2 separate regions of the Mus musculus genome follow, and region 2 is linked to region 1. The links are chromatin contacts, called in public Hi-C maps. All regions are on one chromosome and are shown on one strand. Each heading gives the region's core, a stretch centred on a gene start, on an enhancer-like site or on the middle of the called end of the contact. The rest is flanking DNA. Distances are from core to core; before and after follow the strand shown. Region 1 holds the start of Hsf2 (heat shock factor 2). Region 2 has its middle 40 kb from the start of Fabp7.

Region 1 (3,922 bases), core at 1,141-3,640:
TTGATAAAATGAATACATATACTCATTTATATGCTTTATATACATCACCATATATACATTATATATTATATATGATTTATGTATGTATTTATGAATATATTATACACACAAGCATACATATGGGATTAATTAGAGTTGCTTACAGGCAAGTCCAACGATGGCTGTCTATGTCTGTGGAGTCCAAGAATTCATTAGTTGTTCAGTCCTTGAAGCTGAATGTCTTAGCTGTTCTTCAGTTTATTTTGGACTCCAAGGTATGAAGTTGCCAGCAAAAGCAAGAGCAAGCAGGGAAAACAGCAAGTGCTTCCTTCTTCCATATTCTATTCAGGCTGCCAGCAAAAGTTTTGGCCCAGATTTAAGGTGGATCTTCCTGCTGCAAAAGATCTGGATTTAGGGTGCATCTTTCCACCTAAGATTATTCAATCAAGAAACCCCCCTCATTGGTGTACCCAGCCACTTGGGTTTTTATTAAATTCCAGATGTAGTCAACCTGACAAACAAGAAGAGTCGTCATAAATTCTGTGTGGAATTCTGCTTGTCCCTGCAGGCTAAGCACATGACAGAGCTAACAGCATGCCAGAATTAATAGAGACGTGAAAGAATATGAATTCTTCTTACCTGCAGTACAGCTACCAAGTGTGACAAAGACATGAACAGAGATTGACAATGAGTGGACAGGACGATGGTCATGGGATCACAAAAGATCTGTGCCATTATAACAGGGCAGGACTTATTCTAGAAACATGGGACACCATTGGGTAGTTTCCAGTCTGGAAGTGGCTGTTTAGATTTGTAAGCATGCAGTGACGGACCAGAAGAGGAAACGCTTTCCTAGGGCTTTATCTGCTGTAACTACAGCAGGATTTTCACTGCCATTTTCTCTGTGAGGCTCTGGGACTGAAAATATTCCCAAACTGAGGTAAAGCAACCCATCATCGCATTGGAATGTGCTTGGAAACTTCTAGCTAACCCACTCTGGGAATCTGGCTACAGAGTTGGTTCTGATTAGCTTTGTGTAACTGGTTGAATAGAATTTGTACCAACCTGAATCAGACCCTTTGAAGCTTCCTCTTTGGGTTGCTGTGAGGATTAAATAGGATAAGACATGCAAAGCCCTTGTCACATAAGACCTCATCAAATATTAGTCTTTTTTTTTAAAATCACAGTTACCCCATCATATATCCCCATCATATATCCAAACAGTGCTGTATGACTGTGTTCAGTATATGCTTACTGAAAAAGTTGTCTGTCTGTCTATCTATCTATCTATCTATCTATCTATCTATCTATCTATCTATATTTCTTGCCATTAGCCCAGGATACCTGGAGCTCACTATTTAACCCAGGTTGACCTCCACTGCTCCACAGTTCTACCTCAGCCTCCAGAGTGCTTGACTTACAGATTCCAGACACTATGATCAGCTATTAAGTAACAAACAAAACAAAACAACAACAAAAAAAGTTTTTTAAAAAATCTTTTTTTCAGAGATCCACGTTATTATAGCTACTCTTCACGGGTAGAAAGTCTTATTGTCAATGAAGAAATGGGAAATTTCGCTCAAGAAGCTGTTCCGAATCACATTTTGCCTGAGGAAACCCCTGTGAGGTACATGCAGAACAATCATTTTGACTCAGATACTCTAAAACTAGACTCGTTGCTTTTGAACTGGGCTTATGACAGGCACCTGATGCTTGCTGAGTTGAGAAAAGCATATAAGATGCTCTTAACAGATGCTGGCTCCTAATAGTACACACACACACACACACACACACACACACACACACACACAATAGCAAGTACTTCACAAATAGGGAACTATTATTCATGCTTCAGGTTTTGATAAAACTGTCCTTAAATGAGCTATTTTTCTCCCCATGAAAAATGTATAGAAAAGCTCATTGTCTTTAAGATAGTTTCAACCAGGGGCCTAGCACATCTGCTCACAAGCAGCTCACTGCCCCATGTGATGTATTCCTTCCTTTAGATTGGAGCAAATTACTCTTCGCCGGTCAAACTTATGAGTCAACTGCCCTTGGGCTTCTCTGCACTCTGCCAGCCACAGCCGGTGCACCCAAACCCTTTCCATGCGAATCCACTAAACAAGGTTTCCCTGGACCCAATATCATTCCCTAAGAGAGTACCCTGCCTAAAAGGTAACAGAGAAGGCTGAACCACTCTTGGGCCCACCCCTCCTCGCGGCAGCAGCCAATCGCTTTGCTCTGTAGTGCATCCGAAGCCTTGGATTGGACTCGCTGAGACCGGGCGCGGGAGTAGAGCGCAGGGGTGGAGCGCGAAGCCTTGTCCATCACGTGCGGCCGCGGGGTCTCTCCGCCTTCACCGCGCGCCCCGCGGCGCCGAGGGGGCGGAGCCCGAGATCCGCCGCGCCTGCGTGGTGTGCGTTCCCCGGAGCAGCAGCTGCTGCCACCGCCGCTGCTGCCGCCGCCGCCGCCGCCGCCGCCGCTGCGACCTCCGCGTTCGGTAGTAGAATTTGGAATCCCTGCACCGGGCTAACAATGAAGCAGAGTTCCAACGTGCCGGCTTTCCTCAGCAAGCTGTGGACGCTTGTGGAGGAAACCCACACCAACGAGTTCATCACCTGGAGTCAGGTAGGGTCGGGGACGCGGTGGCCTCGGGTCCCCCTTGTCGAACCGGCTCGGCTCGGCTCGGCTCGTTTCGGCTCGGCTCGGCTGGGCTGGGTTGGGCTGGGCTGGGCTGGGCTCGGCTTCTCCCGCGGCCTGCGGCGGCGCGCGGCCTCCCCACCTCGCGCGGACCCCCGGCTTTGTGTGCGCGGCGAGCCGGGCCCCGCAGGCTCCGTTCTCCTCCGGCCGCGCGCCGTGGGGGAGGGGCGCCCTGGTAACGGTCCCGCCGGCCCGGGGAGCTCGGAACCGGCCCCGGCGGCGCGTTCTGCACACTCATCCTCAGTCGTCTGCTCGCCGCGGGGCGCGGAGGTCGCGGAGCCCCGGGAGAGCGGGCGAGCGGGCTAGTGAGCGAGCACAGGTCTTATCTAAAGAAATCACCTCCGCGGGGATTGCTTGCCCTGGCGTCTGGGATCTTTTATGATGATAATGGGAAAATGTGCAGACTCCGACTGCTCTTGCCTTGAGCTTTTAAATTTTATTTATGTATTTTATTTATGTAGTTTTAACATAGAAATTTCCCAGTTATTGTTTTGAGACTGGGTCGTTTCTTTAAAATAATTCAAGTAAAAGTGCCTGTAGACTATGCTTAGTAACTTAGCGGCTTGGAGTTAAAAACCGAGTCGTTAAATTTCACAGAATAGTTGCCGGCATAGTGGTTTGTGGTTGCCTTGATCAGTTTGATCCAGATCCTCCTTATAAATAAAGATGACCTTAATCAAGCCCGGTATCTTGCCTGGTCTAAGTTATGTGTTAGATTGATGCGTTGCCTAGGTGACCCAAGACCCCCTCCCCCCAGTTCCACACAAAGATTCTTTGCAGAGTGATTCTTTACATCACTTGTGCCTTTCCTTTGCTAGACTCGCAATGCTTGGATTGTTCAAATCTCTTCATGAAGGGGATCGGCTCCTCTTACTGGAGTTGATGACTTATTCAGGGTATTTTCATGTTCACAGTTTTTGAGATGAGTAAGTGGGAAATACCTAGCTATATGTCAAATAAATGTTATCTCCTCCGTTTCATTTGTGCCCTTTTCTGTTGTTAAAACTAGTTTTCACCCTTGCCTGCTTTTAGGAGGTAACAGCAATAGAATATACCTGATATTTGGACAACTATGTCACTGAATTTTTGCTGAGTATTAGTGCCAAGTTTTAAAAATTTCTTTCTAGGATTTAATTTTCGTGTGTATTGTCACATAGGTGCCCCACCCCCAACCCCTGCTGGTTGTGTAGACTAAGCAATTGATTAATTTGATACATTGGTACAAAGAAGTGAAAATAAAGAA
Region 2 (3,753 bases), core at 1,251-3,750, 260 kb after region 1:
ACAAAAATTTGAAATCAGAGCATATTGAGCGCATGTGTTCTGTTCCATGTGCCTTGGAGGGGCACATGTGACTGCGCAGCTTCTCCAAGGTGTGGGCTAGCCCAGCTGCTGAGGCCTTGGGGAGCCACTCTTCAGAGAGTAAGATATTAAGAACAAAGGGCTTGTTACTCCTTTGATTCCATGGACTTGACTTTGGCAGTTCTGTGAGAGCTCCCAGCGCACTAAATAGACGTTCAGATATTCCTGTTTTATTTTTTTTTAATCGATTTGGATTTAAAATAACGGGGATTTACTTTTTCCTATCAATTTTTCGATGTCGCAGTGTGGTGGCTACTAAGAGGGACAGAGCAAGGCAGCCAGTTTGTGTGGATTTGGGTGGATTTCTACCTAAAATTGGGTAAATGATATTGCTTCTTGGGTAAATTATTTTGCTTACATGTTCACAAAATTAAATACTTATGTATGAAAATTCATAAAATGGACACCAGGTGGCGATGTCACTCTACCGCTAACACATCAAAGCCAATCTGCCCAGATTGCCCTAGGTTTCCAGATTATTTTTGTTGTTGTTGCGTTGTTTTTACTAATGCTGCTGTGTGTTGGTGGGGATTATCTTAAGCGGGCAGGGGTGGAATCACCAAACTACAGTTTTTCACACACACACCCCTCCCTGAAAAGATGCCTTATCGGACTATAATAAAGTACTCTAATCTGGCTACTGGTTTCTTTTCAATTTTAGGGAACACTATTGAACTTAGGTGCCAGGAGAGGGAGCTATAGTGCATCTTTAAAATAAACTTAGGCATGTATAAAGGCTACGGCTTTTTCTATTCAACAGTTTCTTTCTTATATGCAACACAACCAGCTAGATTTTATTTATTAATTTAATACGGTTGTGCACAATGCTTTTTTTTATTAAAATCAAATTACAAACAATTCTGAATTGTGTAAAACTTTAAGATTCAAATAGGCCTTTGATGCCTTTCAAGTTAGAAGCACTATTTGCCAATTGAGACTTATTTGGATCTCTCAAAGCAGCTTGAGGCAAGTGAATAACATGTGAATGGGCGTCTTTATTCTTGCCTTAGTGCAGAATATCTTCTATCAGAGCACAGCCTCCTTAGTGAGAAAATGGGACTCTTAAAAGAAAGGACATGAGGTTAACTGATTTGCCTGGTCTTCCCAGGGTGGGGGTGGAGGAGATAGCTATTTTCTCACTGTGTGCTGTGTGGGAACGTTGAATGTACAAAGAGGATGCTGGCCAAGAAGTCTTGGCAAGGAACTGTTGGGGACTAAAGGCACTGAGTATAGCTGCTGGTACCACTGGAGTATTTTCCCTAGAGAGGACACATGCAAGTGATAGCATGAGAAGAACATAATGTCTAACACTAAGCATTAACTATTATCCTAAGTGCTTCATACATAATTAGTTCTGACTATAGCCCTATGCATGAGAGCACATGGCCCAAAATGGCTACCCAAGATGAGCCCAGTAAGAGGCAAAGACAGGTTTTAAAGCAAGGCAGGCTGGCTTCAGAAATGGAACTTTCAAACTGTGGACTTCTTTTTTGTTTTATGGTTTAAGAGTTTATTATAGAAATGCAGGGGAAAGAGAGAAGAGAGAGAAAGGGGGAGGGGAGAGAGGAGAGGAGAAGACAAAGAGAAAGGAGAGGGGAGAGAGAAGTGAGAAAAGTGAGAGATAAAGGAATATAGGAGTAAGAGAGCCAAACTGTGGACTTCTATCATCTCCCCAGATAGCAAGAGACACTTCCATAATAGTTCTCTGATGTACACATATCATTCTGAGAGCTTTATTCACATGGGTCCTTATAAGTCATATACTCCCGTGGTATGGTACTACTATTGTCCCTGTTTTGCACCAGGAGAAACTGAGGCACAAATGAGTTAAAAGGTTAAGGTGATTATTGACGGTGAGGATGTGTTTAAAGGCAAGAATGCTTTTTATTGGGCTGGAGAGATGGCTCAGCAGGTAAGAGTACTGACTGCTCTTCTGAAGGTCCTGAGTTCAAATCCCAGAAACCACATACATGCACATGGTGGCTTACAACCATCCGTAATGAGATTTGACGCCCTCTTCTGGTGTGTCTGAAGACAGTTACAGTGTGCTTAATCATAATAATTAAATCTTTTTTTTTAAAGAAAAAGAATGCTTTTTATTTATAACAAAGTCCTTTTGAAGTTACAGAGCAGATGCAGAATTCAGTGTGGATTCCTCCGCCCCGGGGTTTCTTTTGCTTCTGTTTATGCCTCCCCTCCAGGTTCTCATGAGCTATACCATCTCTTTCTAAGGTACTGCTATAATCATTGAATGAATAATTTTTGTTCTTGGTGCCTATTAGCTGGGATTTAAGTACACACACAAGGTCACTAAACATGTAGAGAAAACAAGACACAACTTATTTCACTTCCTCTGCACTGAGGGCCACACCCTGTAATAATTCTGCTTTTACTACTTTTACAAAAGGTTGCAGGGTCATGACACATGTCTGCTTGCTTCCTGTTACCAGCCAGTCTTTGCTAGTATTCTCTGTTAACACAGACAGGCTGTCTGTAGGTCTCTGGAGCAGGTGTTCACCTCCCAGTGATAATTAACAAGTACACAGTCTCACTCCTCAGACCAGAACATCTCTGTCTCAAGAAAATGGAAGTTTATGAAATGGACCAGGAGGTAGTGAGGCAATGATTACTCCATGATGATCAGAGACTGGGGGGATGAACTGATCAGTTAACTCTGCCTATTAGCAGAAAATGAGGCTCAGCGGCTGGGTTATTCCATCACTAAATCCAAAAGAGGGAGAAAGAATACTTTGCTTCTTTGCAGGTACTCTTTTATTACACATTCCTAGAGTTTCAGTTTTCTTAAACTGAAGTTATAGGAAAGCTAACAACCTAGACTTGATAGTCTTTGAATTTGGGGATTTATTTTTGAGATATTTTAAAAGAATAAAACTCTGGCAATAATGGCCTGTTCACTCTTGCAAACAAATTTATATTTTATTTTCCCTGAACTACTTATTTTGTTTTTTTCTAGTTTGAGAGGAGACAGATGGGGCATATTGCATGTGATCTCCAGAAAAGTACACTCAAACTTGGTGACTTTGTTTCTCAGCATTGACTGAAGGTATTATTAGCAAGTTCTTCAATGCTCATGCATGACAGCTTAATTCTACACGAGTGTGCTGAGTCCTCAGTCCTTACTACCTCTCCAAGATATGGAAACATTTAGTTCCATTCTGATGCCTGCCTAACTTTCCTAGGTTGCGTACATGTTACACTGTGTTGCCTTGGTGATAAGCCCTCCTATTTCAGTGAGTTGAACTCATAAGAACTTCCTTCCTTGTGGAAAAAAGCTTCCTGTGCCCCTTCATTGCACCCCATTCCTGTTCCGGATGGCTCTGGAGTTCTCATAGAGCTATTAGGTCTTCAGTGGCCAGAGAGGGTGAAAAGAGGGCCCCCTCTATGGCTGCCTCTCTGAGTGCTCCTACAAAGCTTCTGCTGTCTCCTCCGTTCAGGATCAGCCAAATGATGAGCAGCAGCATCAGTGTGGGTCACATGACAGAGTAAGCTGTGATAAGTGAAGGCTACAAATGAGGCAATGGAGTGAACTCACAGAGGAAGGCTGAACTCAAAAGGAATGGCAAGTATTTCAGATGAGAGGTGCCGAGTGGCGACCAGAATTGCATAGGTGGATTGTTGAGTTTCACATTGTGGTACACACAGAGAAAAGCAAGG

The links. A called contact is a pair of places that touch in the nucleus more often than the background predicts.
Region 2: a contact with region 1 is called in a Hi-C map of Th1 cells, with 4 times the contacts expected there. The contact joins the enhancer-like site here to the promoter of Hsf2 in region 1. A contact is called at or near these places in 8 of 39 promoter capture datasets (the 3T3-L1 cell line, 3T3-L1-derived adipocytes, the C10 cell line and 5 more), 19 of 484 Hi-C or Micro-C datasets (the C2C12 cell line, CD4 T cells, CD8 T cells and 14 more), 9 of 115 datasets of contacts at active chromatin or transcription factors (CD8 T cells, astrocytes, bone marrow-derived dendritic cells and 5 more) and 3 of 9 other capture datasets (adipose tissue, liver and pancreatic islet).

The regions. Positions count from the first base shown.
Region 1 is chr10:57,483,995-57,487,916 of GRCm38.p6, forward strand. It overlaps Hsf2 (heat shock factor 2), which reads left to right and starts at 2,391. Exons shown (of 12, transcript NM_008297.3): 1 at 2,391-2,607. The coding sequence starts at 2,515. 4930467K11Rik (RIKEN cDNA 4930467K11 gene) reads right to left here and starts at 2,359. Exons shown (of 4, transcript NR_045353.1): 1 at 2,189-2,359; 2 at 1,045-1,080; 3 at 144-373.
Region 2 is chr10:57,743,166-57,746,918 of GRCm38.p6, forward strand. No RefSeq gene overlaps it. Among named protein-coding and RNA genes, the nearest start is that of Fabp7, 40 kb to the right of the region's middle. Within about 2 kb of position 2,501, at least 58 of the 459 cell types and tissues checked have an H3K27ac peak or open chromatin away from gene starts, as enhancers often do. A contact at or near this core is called in Th1 cells, astrocytes, bone marrow-derived dendritic cells and 5 more, where this site is marked.